Regions from separate parts of the Mus musculus genome. Here region 2 is linked to region 1. A link is a contact called in public Micro-C data. All regions are on one chromosome and are shown on one strand. The core of a region is the stretch at or near the end of the contact, and the rest is flanking DNA. Distances in the headings are between cores, read along the strand shown. Region 1 overlaps Bean1 (brain expressed, associated with Nedd4, 1). Region 2 holds the start of Tk2 (thymidine kinase 2, mitochondrial).

Evidence for each region. Hi-C and Micro-C count contacts between places; a contact is called where the count stands out from the background.
Region 2: a Micro-C map of muscle stem cells shows a contact between it and region 1, with 3 times the contacts expected there. The contact joins the promoter of Tk2 here to the enhancer-like site in region 1. A contact is called at or near these places in 2 of 39 promoter capture datasets (embryonic stem cells and pre-B cells), 1 of 484 Hi-C or Micro-C datasets (muscle stem cells), 1 of 115 datasets of contacts at active chromatin or transcription factors (embryonic stem cells) and 3 of 9 other capture datasets (adipose tissue, liver and pancreatic islet).

The regions. Positions count from the first base shown.
Region 1 is chr8:104,189,155-104,195,639 of GRCm38.p6, forward strand. The region is part of intron 2 of Bean1 (brain expressed, associated with Nedd4, 1); the gene reads left to right. Among named protein-coding and RNA genes, the nearest start is that of Gm10631, 6.3 kb to the left of the region's middle. Within about 2 kb of position 2,432, at least 73 of the 459 cell types and tissues checked have an H3K27ac peak or open chromatin away from gene starts, as enhancers often do. A contact at or near this core is called in muscle stem cells, where this site is marked.
Region 2 is chr8:104,244,956-104,251,906 of GRCm38.p6, forward strand. Tk2 (thymidine kinase 2, mitochondrial) reads right to left here and starts at 3,603. Exons shown (of 10, transcript NM_021028.3): 1 at 3,446-3,603; 2 at 2,692-2,729. The coding sequence starts at 3,578. Cklf (chemokine-like factor) reads left to right here and starts at 5,906. Exons shown (of 4, transcript NM_029295.3): 1 at 5,906-6,140. The coding sequence starts at 6,063.

The DNA.
Region 1 (6,485 bases), core at 1,182-3,681:
CTCTGTCTCTCTGTCTCTCTCTCTCTTTCTCTGTCTCTCTCTGTCTCTCTCTCTGTCTCTCTCTCTGCCTCTCTCTGTCTCTGTCTCTCTGTCTCTCTCTCTGTCTCTCTCTCTGTCTCTCTCTCTCTCTCTCTTTCTCTCACTCAGCAGAAATGTCACCCTCAAGAGCCAATAGTTAAAAATATTTAGGAGTTTCATGAGCAAATGGGTTAACTACTGGTAGCTCTAAAATCACCATGGTAGAGGCGTTACATCCTGGAGATTGACAAACTACGAATCTGAAACCCTTCCTCCCTTCTGCCTTCTTTTATTTTCCCCATCACACTTTCCTTCCTCCCTCATGGCTCTTTTTTCCATCCTTTTTCCTTCTTTTCTGCATACAGAAAGGTGCACCATCACCAGGGCACAGCTCAAAGGATTCGCACAAACTGAGCATGGCCCTGTGGGGAAACACCGTCTCACCTGCACCCAGGTCTCCTTCATATGTTTCCCCACTTGCTCTCCTGTGTCAATGACATCCACAAATAGTGTTTGCTGTGTATCTCACTTTATTGGGATCATGTAGTATGTTATTTTGATCAATAGTGTGTTGCACACTTTACCTACCTCATTGAGTATAATTGTAGATGAAGTAGTCTCTCCACTAGGTAGTATTCCTTTGTGTAAATACATCATTCTACTCTAGTGGGCATCTGGGTGTTCTCATTGTGAGATGATGCACGGATAGCCATGCTGTGGATATTCTAGTACAGTGATATCCAAGAGAAGTTCTTCAGTAATGAAAATGCTGTCTTCGCTGTTCAGTATAGACAGCCCAAGCCACATGTGGCTACTGAGCACTCAAATGGTTAGTGTAAATAAAAAGATGGGTTTCTTTTAATTTAATTAGTTTTTATTTAGTAGCTGCCCATAGCCATCACAGTGAACATATAAAAAGGCATCCCACCTAGGAGGAGGAGCTTGGGTGGAAGGATATACATACGTTAAGTTTTCAAGGGTAAAGCTAAACATTTCCATAGTGGCTGTTCCAGCCTGACCTCTTATGAGCAAATGTGAGATTTCTGACCACTGTATGCTCTGACAACAGTGAGTGTAGTCTAAGTTTCTCATCTCAGCCATTCACGTAGGAAACAGAGATAGTGTATGGTGGTTTTAGTTTGAATTTCTATGGTAACTTCATGTAGTACTTCAAACTCTCTTGTTAAGGAACCTCTCAAGTCTTTTGCCCATTTACAGTGTGCTTTTATTATTGATTTCTAGGTACTCTTTATATATTGTGAATGACTTCTCATTTGGACATATTATTGAAAAAAATCTTCTTGATTAGAGATTGCCTCTGTTTTTCATTGTGGTACCTTTGGATTAATAGAATATGCCTACTTTTTCAGTCCATAAAATATAGGTTAATTTTCATATATGCAATTATTTAGTTTATACATCTTTAACTGAATATGAGGTTATGAATACATTCTTGTACTCCTTGGGAGTAGAGAGTTTATCACTACCATTCCTAGAATAAAACTTTACAAATGTAAAAACTATGTTGAGTACTTTCAGTCACATAGCAATCTTGTGGAAGAGGTTTTCCTCTACTGTTACTGACATTTCAGACTGCAGTAAATACATTTGTAATGACATTTAAAGAGCACTCACGAAATAATTTAAGCTTTTTCAGAAATCTCCCTTTCTTTTCAAGGTAAAGAGGGATCTGTCGTACTTTAAAGTATGCACACTGGTCCTGACATTTTAAGGACATTAGAGGACACATGGCCATTACACATGCATAGTACGTCATCAGCACACTGTCAACCTTGGGGACAGTGGCATTGTGGAGGAGTAGGGTGATCAATTATACCTGCAGTAGTGATGTGCTGGCCTGTCTGCCAAGCATAAAATCCAATTATCTACAACAACATGACTATCAGCAACCCAGACAGTGTGTAATTTACAACTGAATTGGTATCTTCTGAAATCTGGCCCACGATCTTTAAGTTCTTTTAAAATATAAATTATACTGAGTGTAAAGTCAAAAGCACCAGACCTCAGTAGAAGGGTGAGGCTGAGGCTCCCAGCCTGGCGTAGTAAATTTTTAGCTGTCATGCCCATGTCAGGTTCTGTTCAGTCTTAGCTCCTGAACTGGGATTTGAGAAATGAAAGGCCCAGCTGTCCACAGTTGTCTTCACACAAATGCCATGGGTTTGGCAAGCTGATGAAGCACATTTGCAACGAAGGGACACACAGCCCCTTCCCTAGGTTTGACACTGGCTTTGATATAAATGATAATGCCAAGACATATAAAAAGCCAAATGAAGGTCTGTCTGTCAGTTTAAGTTGGTAACCAAGAACATTCCCGTCAGCTGTATGTAGCAGTGGGGCCCAGAGGCAACTCAGCTCAACCCTGAGTCAGGTAGTGGGAGGTTCCAGAGGCACGGCTGAGGCAAGCCATCACTCAGAGACACCCTGGGTAAACAGTACACACTTCCTGTCAGCTGTGGCTGAGGACTGCATATTTCTCTCTGCAAAGGATTCCCCGTGGGGCTTCTTATCATTTGAAGAAAGGCAGGCTGTCTTGGGTTCTCTGCATGAACACGAAGCCTGGGTTTTTTTAAATTGACTTTCCTGCATCATCGCAGATGGGTCCGGCTGTTAGTGCTGTTTGACACTGAGCGGCCGTAATGGATGGCATGACTAATCGCTTGTGTATCCAGCGAAGAACAAGCCCGTTTTGGGTGAAAAGCTAATCATGGGGGAAAGGATGGTTCTGGGAAGACGAGGGAGAGGATTGTTTCGTGTCTCAGTAGACAAACAGCTTAGAGAGGTGTTCAATAATAGCAGCAGCAGCAAAACCAAACTAAAATAAACTGGAAGTCAAAGCCTTAACACTTGAAGAGTGAAGTCCCATAAATACCTTCATGACTTTAGAACCTTTAAGTAGGACACAAAAGGTTCTAATAATTTAAAATGTCTGCGTTGAAGTGAAGAACACTAATGGGAGTTTGGGCCACACAGTGGGATGCACCATCCTGGGGCACATGGTTAATGATGAGATATATCCCACAAGTCATTTTTTAGCAACCCTGCCTGCTTCAGATCTGACTTTGACTCTGTTCACATCTCAGTCCCTGGGCAACCCTTGAACCCTCGCAGTGTCCTATTGGTCCCACCGTGTGGCCCAAACTCCCATTAGTATTCTTCACTTCAGTGCAGACATTCTAAATTATTAGAACCTTTTGTGTCCTACTTAAAGGTTCTGAAGTCATGAAGGTATTTATGGGATTTCACTCTTCAAGTGTTAAGGCTTTGCCCTTCCAGTTTATTTTTGTTTGGTTTTGCTGCTGCCTTCTCTCCTCCTCCTCCTCCTCCTCCTCCTCCTCCTCCTCCTCCTCCTCCTCCTCCTGCTGCTGCTGCTGCTGCTGCTGCTGCTGCTACTGCTGCTGTTTCAAGATTGGACTTCCCTGTGTAGCTCTGGCTGTCCTGAAACTCACTATGTAGACTAGACTGGCCTTGAACTCAAGAGATCCCCTGCCTCCAGAATGCTGGGATTTAAGTAAGGTGTGTGCCACCATGTCTGATAGTCTTCACATTTAGATCTGCTTCTAGGAAATGCCTTCAGGGTTCTAAGGCTTAATTCCATATACTGAACACCTGTTATGAGCCAGCCATCCTGTTAGCCAGTGTGTTTTGATTAGCTTACATCAGAGGACACTGCTCCAGTTTTACAAATGAGTCAAGGGACTCAAATCATTCAATAGGTGCTAGGCAGGCAACAGAGGCAGCTTTGGACCCATGACTTTTGATATTGCTCTGTAACTTGGGCTGGCCTAGTTCTATAAATGTCACTTTTATTTCCTCAGATGGAGGGATGAGATAAGAGCCTTGTCCAAGCTGTGTAAATATACAGTACAGCTTAGGTTGAGCCCAGAGCATTGCTTTATCTGTTCTAACTATACCTAGACCTAGGCCTAGAAGCTTCTAGCCAACCTAATCTTTCAAGCTGACTGATTCAAACTGGCTTCTCTCAGCTTCTGACTGAATCACTCTGCTTAGCCTCATACTAACTTTGGCAATATTTTCTAATTCTGGCCCCTTCTCATTCTCTGGCTCATTCTGCCTTCACTTGTGTCTAGCTTGTTCTCTCTGTAACCTGTCTCTGTAAAACTGTCCCTGTAAAACTGCCACACCACCACCACCACCACCACCAGCGTCTAGCTTGTTCTCTCTGTGTGTTGCCCTCTTAAGTAACATCTCTTTCCTGTGCTGTTCTCCTAAGAGTTGGGCATATCCTATCTTTGATTCATTCTGTAAAAATCTTTCTCTGATTCATCACTTTGTCTGCCTCTCAATTAGACATCACTTAAAAACATGGCTGCTTCCTTCTACAAACTAACCTTACCTTTAGTATTAGGGATTAAAGGTGTGTACTAAGGATGTGTCTATACCCCAGCTAGATCATACTATAATCCTGGGTGTGTCTGCTCTCTGCTTGGATCCTATCTTTGGATGTGATCCTTTGCCAGAGTGGCCATGTTGCAAGATTAAAATTCCTATAGATATTTCTCTTTCTACTAATGACACATTACACTGCTAAACTTTTTGAGGTTAATTCTGGATACTGGGGAAACGTCTATGGACTCAGAGACAAAATTCTGCCACATTTAATGTGTCCCAGACTCAGACACCCCAGAGCTCTGTTCCAGGTCAGGAAAACAGGAGAGCAACCACGGGGCTATAATTCCTCCCTCTCATAAAGGTGTGCAATGTCACACTGTTGGAGGAGCCGGTGTGATATTTTTCATGTATCTTTCTATTGTGGATGTCCACTTTAATTATACTACAGCCAAAGAGCATATTTTGTACACTTTAATCTCTCTGAATTTGTTGCTGCTTGTGCTGTGACCCACACATCCCAAAGAGTGTCCCATATGTGCTGGGGTAGATAGTCCTCCAATCGTCAGGTTTAACACTTGGTGACGTGTTCCTTAAGATTCAATTATGTCAAGCTGCTTGCTAGCATCCTTCAAGCCTTCCAGATCCTTGCTGAGTTTCTAGATAGCTGTTGTCTTACTTATTGAGGATGCAGTGTTAAAATTCCCACTTTCAAATGACTTTTCAAATCTAATAATACTCTCTCTCACGTTTTGGGGGATTCATTAGTTGGTACGTTCACCCAATAACTATATGTTCCTGATATATTGACTTGATACTAGGAGGTGTTCCTGCCTCCAGTAATATTTCTTGCCTTGAGTTTATAAACTTTGTCTGAAATTAGCATAATTTTGCCAGCTAAGGCCACTAAGATGACTCAAGGCCACCAAGCATGACATTCTGAGCCCCATCCTTGGGACTCACATGGTGGAAGGAGAGAACCTACCCCACAGGCTTTATTCTGATCTCAACATGAATGCTGGGGCACACATATGTATGCACACATGCAGAGACTAGATTCATTACTACTCATGTGGTATTTTTTCTCCCATTTCTTTTTTTATTTTCATCTGTTTGTTTTTTAAATCTAATTAAAATGTGTTTCTTGGAGTCAGTGTATAGTTGATCTTGCCTATTTAACTCACTATGATACTCTGTTGCTTGAATAATAGATCTATACATATATTTTTAAAAACACCAATTAATAAAATATAAATAATGGACTAGGACAAGGGTCATTTTAGAGTATTTGCCTTTTGTCTCCTGTCTCTTTTATGTCCATGTGTTCCTCCTGTACCTCTTTGGCATTAAGTAAACATGTTTAATTTGCTGCTGTAGTCTTCTGGGTTTTTTTTTTTTAATTCTGTTAGTAATTGCTCTGAGGGTTATTCATGTCTCTTCCTGTATCACAATCTATTTCAGAATAGTAGTAATTCAATCCAGTAAAATAGGGAGACTTTGATCTAATGCATCTCCCCAGCCTCGTTTTTTGTGCTCTTATTTTTCATATTCATTATATCCTTATATGACATGAACATAACAAAGTGGCTTTCTAATTATTACTGCAGAACCTTATCTCTTTGAGGAAGCTAGGGGAAGAAATGAGGGAACTGGAGAGATGATTCAGCAATGAAGGACACTTACAAAGGACCAGTTCAGTTGCCTGCACTCACATCAGGGGGTCACAACCACCTGTAGTTCTAGCTGCAGGTAACCCAGTGCCTTCTTCTGGTCTCCATGGGCACCCACATGCACATCTGTTTACTTGCACACAAATGCACAAACATACACATCAGTAAGCTATTTTAGAGAGGATAAGATGAGAAAGAGTACACCTACAAAATCTTCTCTAATTATTGAGATATTTACCCTGTCCAGAACTTTGCATTTCCTCCTGTGCGATCACGCTGACACCTGCTATCTGCTCCTTTCAGCTTCAGTGTCTCTCATATGCATGACAGGTCCAGCAGCAGCAAAACCTCTCACTTATGTTTATCTGGAAGCTTCTTTGTTTATTTCGAGTTTTGAGGGAGTTCTGCTAATACAGAGCTCTTGTTTAA
Region 2 (6,951 bases), core at 2,353-4,852, 57 kb after region 1:
GCCAGGACACAGTTGAGACCCTGTCAGGGGAGGAGCAATACAATAGTAATGATCACCGTAACCCTACAGAACTGCCAATCAATTTGGATGTTTAATGAAAACCAAGGACAAACAAGTAGCATTTCTCCTACTCCTAGAGGGAGACCTCGCTACTCCTCTGTACCTCTCAGCTTACCCCACAGCTCTCCTGCTGTGATCCCTACCATCTCACCCTGAAAGGCAAGTCGGACCACAGTGCGTGGCAGTGCTACGATCTGAATGCATCCCCTAAAGTTCACAAGCTGGAAACTTAGTCCCCGGTACAACAGTGTTGAGAGATTAGACCTTGCAGAGAGATTGTGTGAACTCCGCCATCAAGAGTGACTGGTGGGGGTTAGAGAGATAGCTCAGTGGTTAAGAGCACTGGCTGCTCTTCTAGAGGTCCTGAGTTCAATTCCAAGCAACCACATGGTGGCTCACAACCATCTGTAATAGGATCTGATGCTCTCTTCTGGCATGCAGGTGTACCTGCAAATAGAGCAGTCATGCACAAAGAGTGACTTGTGGAGGCGAATTCGGGAGTAGTATTGTGGAGGTAGGGCAGTTATCAGTGGATGGGTTCCTGATAAAAAAAGGCATGATCTGTGGAGTGGGTCTGGTCTTGTCTTCTCTTCTCTTCCATGGGATGAAACACATATGCAGCCTCCAGCAGATATTAGTCCTTCAACCTTGAACTTTCCAGCCCCCAGAAACACGAAACAAATAAATTTCTACTCCTCAAAGGTTACATGATACACCCTTTAATGCCAGCACTAGGGAGGCGGAGGCAGGAGGATCTGTGATTTCCAATTCAGACAGGGCTACGTGGTAAGACAGTGAGACCCTGTCTCGAAAACTTAAAAAATAAATAAATAAATTAGTAAAAATTACACAGTTTATGGTGAAGTCCTTTGGTGACTCTGACGTTGGCATCTAGCCCAATTTCTCTGAACACTTCCAAGCCTCCACTATCTAAGGACAGACTATAAAGCCAGCCTACGGCTCTCTCTACATTCTTACAACTACAGTCCCCTCTCCTCTACCTCTCAGGGGGCATCAAGGCTTCCCAAGGCTGCACAGAGTCCTGAGTCCCCTCCTCAAAGCCCCAAGCTCACTCACTGCTTTCTAGATTCACTGATGTCCTTTTTACTGTCCCGTCTGTCAGGTTACCGTGCGCAATGCCAATGGCTTTGTTTTCAAGTCTCATGGTTCCAGCCCAGCGCCTCCCACACAAAAATGTACTTAAATGGCTACCCTGAGCCTGAGACCAGGCTCCACACTACCACTTTCTACAAACTGCTACTGTACACCCAGGGGTGCATCAGACCATATCCAGAACAGGTCCAACACTTGGCAAGGTTAGCTCAACAATTACAAATACAAATTCTATGTCACTAGCTATCCATATTTTCTTTCTCTCCTTCATTCATTTTATTTATTTATTTTGGTTGTTTAAGACAGGGTTTCTTTGTGTAACTCTGGCTGTCCTGGAAATCCCTCTGTAGACCAGGCTGGCCTTCAACTGAGAGAACTGCCTCCCGAGTGTTGGGATCAAAGGCCTGTGCCGCCACCACCACCTTCCTCCTCTAACTTTTTAGATGTATTTTATATGGATAAATGGTTTGCCTGCTTGTACGTCTGTGCTCCAGTGTATGCCTGGTGTCCATGAAGAGCAGCAGAGGCGGGGTCAGATCCTTTGGAATTGGAAGTAAACAGTTTGTGGGCTGTCACGTGAGTGCTAGGAACAAAAACCTGAATCTTCTGTAACATCAACAAGAGCTCTTAACTGCTGAGCCATTTCTCCAGCCTTGAAAACCAAGCCTCCTCTTCCTGTGATGTCACTCCTGCTTCCCAGGGACACGCCTTCCTCCTGACTACCTCCACTGCCCCACCAAGGGGTACAGGAGGGCACACCTTCCACCCTCCAGAGGCACTAAGGTGCTCCAGCTGCCTTCTCCCCAGCCATCTGAGCTCAAGGCTTTCAGCTCCCTTACAGAAACGGGCCCTGACCACTTGGGAGTGACACACAACTGAAATCCCAGTGTTCAGGAGGGGTCGAAGCCGAAGGATCACAAGTTTGAGGCCAGCCTGGGGTGAGATGATCTCAAAGGAAGAAACTGAACCCTTGGGCTGGTGGTAACCAAAATACTGCTGCAACATTTAAACCTGTCTAACTTGCACTTCCTTTGACCTCACAGCCCCAACCCCCAGAGCCTGCCTGTCAAGCACCTCCTGACTGAGGCCACCCTGAGGTCCCTCGTGGATTCTCTGGTCTCCACTAGACAGCAGAAGGAAGTGAGAAGAACACTTCCCCCCACATCTGGGCGGGGCAATCGGCAGTGAAGCAAATAGATGCAATTTAAGCCGTTTAGATGGCTCGGTCAGCATCTTTGGCAGTTCACAAACACCTGAACATGAGTGCTTACTACCTGAATGCAGCTCGAGGCCCCACTCCCGCCCGTACACACAAGAAATGGCTAACGGTGATGGAATCTAAGGAGAGGAACCGGGCCACAAGAAGGAAGAGAGATTTGTGACCCTGGATATCGTCTTGGGTTTGGTTTTTCACTGTGCGCACCATTGTTTTTGTTCTCCGCCTCAAAAAAAAAAAAAAAAAAAAAAACAAAACCAAACCGAAATTACGCTGGAGAAAGCATGCAAAGAGAAACTTACCACTGCTTTTTTCTCCTTATCATTTTCTCTATCTTTATCTAAAAAAGGAAAGGAAATCGATGTTTCAATTATTCACTCTGCTCTGTGCTGACCTGATAAATGACCACACAGTCATTGCGTATGCGTGTTCCCTGGCTTACAAAAAATGTTTGCCATTCTTGGGACTCTCTACAGTTGGGTCCGTATGTGTCGCTGTACTGGGCCCAGGCCCATGTGTGCTTGCTTAGTTTCCTTTGCTCGGTACATTCTACTTTCCGTTTCACCTGGATTGTGTGCTTAGGATCTTCACAGCGCACCCAGGGATAACCTACACTCTGAGAGATTCCAAGGGTTGGGACCCAGGCTGTCTAGGCCAAGACTGGCAACACTGCCAACCCACCTGGCAGCAGCAGCCCGAGGCCAATGAAAGCTATGTCACCTGGCTTCCATTTCCGAAGAGAAAGATCCGCACTGCCAGCAAGAGGAGAAAGTCGCAAGCCTGAACCCGCCCCCTAGGTCCGCAGACACCTGCATCCACTAAGAGCTGATTAAATACAGCTCGTGCCCCAACTAGCCACCTCCCAAGCCTAAAGAATCTGACAATAAAAAATAAAAATTAAAAAAATGGGCCGAGAAGCCGCGTTTGAGCCCCACTAAGTGCCGATCCTGACAGTTCATTAGGGTCCCACAGTCCCCAGACCCTTCCTGGGGACTAGCAGGTGAGGGGGCGGGGTTCAGTGTGGCCCCTACGAGGTGGCACAAAAGCACTAGTTACCCGGAGGCCAGGCGCGGCGAGGTGCCCACAGCGGCCCGGCGCCCGAATCGAGGCTCCCGGGGCTCCCGGAGCTCCCCGGGCCCACGCTACGCAGGGACCGGGCAGCCCAACTACGCAGCGACCGCAGCAGCATAGTCCCTGGCTGATGTGCAAGTCCTACTTCCTTCCGGTGCGTCCTGGAGCCCCGCCCCACCCCTTGTCCGGCCCCGCCCCTTAAGGGATCCGCTAGTATTTCTCCCTCTAGGCTACACCGAAGAGATTCAAAGTGAGGATTTCCCCACTTACAGACCGCAGAATGGCCCTGACCCAAGTAGATTTAGAGAATGGATGGCATAATAATGCCGGGGACTGCTTAGTATATCCGATTACTTCCTTGGTTGCCGGCTCCATCCACACCTCGCACCGCCTACTCAGGATGTCCTGTATTTTCCTTCGAAAATACTCTGCAAGTAGACCTTGTCAAACTTGGGAACATTTTCCAAGCTTGTCCTTGGGCTTCAAAGGGCCCTCCTAGGTTTAATCCCCACCATCACAAAAAACAGTGTGAGGGACACAGGTGAGAGGGCCGTGAAAGCCATTGTTCCCAAATGTTACAGTCTTTGACATTTTCAACGTTTGGATTTTAATGTTCCTCGGGAAAGCATAACGAATATCTCCCCTGAATGAACAAAAAAGGGATAAGAAAAAAAGCATGTAAGGCCAACTTGTAAGCAAAAATAAGCTTGGGTACTATAATTCACCCATTCAAGACCAATAAGCCCAGATGTTGCCGCCTTGACTGTATATGGGCAGTTACAATGCGTGTAAAGAAGATTTCCACTTCTTCCAGGTGGCAAGATGCTGGCAGTCGTCTTGGGCAAAATGAAGAAAGACATTTTCTGGGTTTTGTTTTACTCTTTTAGATCTGTAACAAAAAAGCCATCACCCTAACAGGGCTTCCTGTTTATTTGCTAGGCACCTAGTAAAGGCAAATAAAATCTTCAAATTCAAAGTCGACAGTTGTGTGTGTGTGTGTGTGTGTGTGTGTGTGTGTGTGTGTGAGCGTCTTGGGGTGAGATTGTTGGTAACTGTTGATCAGATTCAGCCAAATGAACAGATCTTAGATGGGCAGGATCCAAAGAGATCTAAATGGACTGGGGTTGTGGGCTAGTTAATTCTTACCAAGGCAACACAAACTAGAAACACCTCGGGAAAGGGAGCCTCAATTGAGAAACTGGCTGCGGCAGATTGGCCTGTGCGCATGTCTGTGGAGCATATTCCTGTTGCTAATTGATGAAGGAGGGGTTTTGTTGTTGTTGTTGTTTTGTTTTGTTTTTGTTTTTTGCCTCCTTGCTATGGGCAATGCTGTCCCTGGGCAGGTGAGCTGCGGGTCTTTATGAATGAGCAAACCAGAGAACTACTGAAGCTGATAAACACTCTTAGTTCTTCTGCTTCTGCTTCTTCTGCCTCCGGTTCCAGCCTTGAGTTCCTACTTTGTCTTCCCTCCTGTAAGCCAAATAACCCTTTCTTCCCCCAAATTGCTTTTGGTCAGTGTTTGTTTTATCACAGAGAAGCAAACTAGGACGGGTGGTTATTCAGTTCTCCAAAAGAAATCATGAGACTTAATTCACATAATGGAAGTGACATATTCTTCCTGTGTCTATCATCATGAAATGCTCCAAGATGGTTTGTCCTGGCTACACCGGAGCACTTTATAAACTGTGGGACAACTAACAGCAGTGGGAGGCGAAAAGTACTCTAGAGACAGGCTTGCACGTTCTGAGAGCAAGGACAGACTAACAGGGCCAGGCCATAAGTTCAGGCTATATATTCTATAGCTATTGATGAGTGGCCCAGACCATGGGGACCCTTCGAGCAGAGAAGCAGACAGATCCTTGCTTTATAGAATTTATATTTTTTATTTTAACTGATACATAATTGTATTTATTTACAAGATACCATTGGATGTTTTATTACATGTGCACATTGTGTGATATTCATATCAGGATAAGTCTGTCTCTTCGGAATAATTTCTGTGCTGAAAACGGCCAAATTCCTTTCTTGTAGCCTTTTAGTTTTTAAATAAAACTATACATTTTCATTATCCGTGGTCAACCAGACTAACAGAACATCGGAACTTCTCTTGCCTAAGTCTAACTTACTACCAGTGAATCAACGTTTTCCTGGGGGATATTATACTTGTAATCTGGATGGGATCTAAAAAAAAAAAAAAAAAAAAAAAAAATGCTGAGGAATGACTAGACAAGGTAACCAAGGGAAATCCTAAGGAGGTGGCATTTGAGATGCTCAAATGGCGAAGAGGCTGGGCTGGCATTCTTGGGTTTTTCTCGCCTACTCCAACAGTGCTTCTCCACAGGAAAGCTCCAGGGCAGAGGAGCAGTGGTGGGGACCTGGCTTGGGTTAGGCTAGACAGGTGTCAGCAAGAGTTAGGAACTTAAGAGACCAGGAGGCGGAGCCAGTGGGCGGCCCGCGCTAGTGCGCAGGCGCGCCCGGACTTGGCCTGAGCGCGGTGCCGCAGGCCCAGCCCCGGCAGTTGAGCTGGTGGCGCGAGTCCTGGAAAGAGCCATTAATCGAGAAGGCTTGAAAGAGAGGCGTGACTGTTGGGTCTGTGGGCAAGATGGAGACTCCACGGCCGGTCGTAAGCCGTCGGCCCTTCTGCTGTACTCTGAAATGCTTTGTGAAGTTCCTGCGGTTGGTGAGGACCAGGGCGGGAATGCAGGGCGGTCGGTAGTCAGGAGTGCTCCGGGGTAGAGAAGACTGGGTTCGGAAGCCTGGAGCAGCGTTTGCTCGGCCACCTGGTTTCCAGCCACGCCTTTCCAGACGCAAGGCATTGATTGCTCTGTGGCTCAGTTCGACCGGAGAAGAACTATAGGGTAGAGTGGCTTCCTCCTTCAGATGATGTAGGGACACGCCCATGGGTCTATCCGAAAACCCTTCACTTGTTTTACGAACTTGGTGATAACCTCTACCAGACCAGGCGCTGTATAGTCTCACCACTCAAAAGTCATAAATATTTTTTTAAGATTTTTTTTTTAAGTTGGTGGTCTTTTACTGTAAGTCGGACATTGGATGTTACCGAACTTAGAGCGGATACAACCCAGAGCGAGAGCAAAGAGGAAACTGCCCGTATTAGGGCTCCAAGCCCTAACAGGGGCATTGCAGTCTGTTCTGGACAGCACTTTGGAGAAAGGAGATCATTATTAAAGGGTAATGTTCTCAGCTCGTTAGAGAAGTACAAACGGCCAGGGACTGGGTTCACTCTGTACCTGTAGCTCCTCCCAGAACTTCTCACCCCGCCCCTACCTTAAACCTCTCCAGCCCAGAGGCTGGGATTCATTTCCCTTCTCCCAGCTTCTCATTTCCATATAAACTGGCCATCTCTGCAGACTCTCTTGGTACCCCACCCCCTTCCCCCAACACACACTCTCCTCTCCTGGTCCTCTTGATTCTCTCCCTCTCCCCGTCCCCCTCTCTTCCTCTTCCTCTCTCCCCTGCCCTCTCCTCTC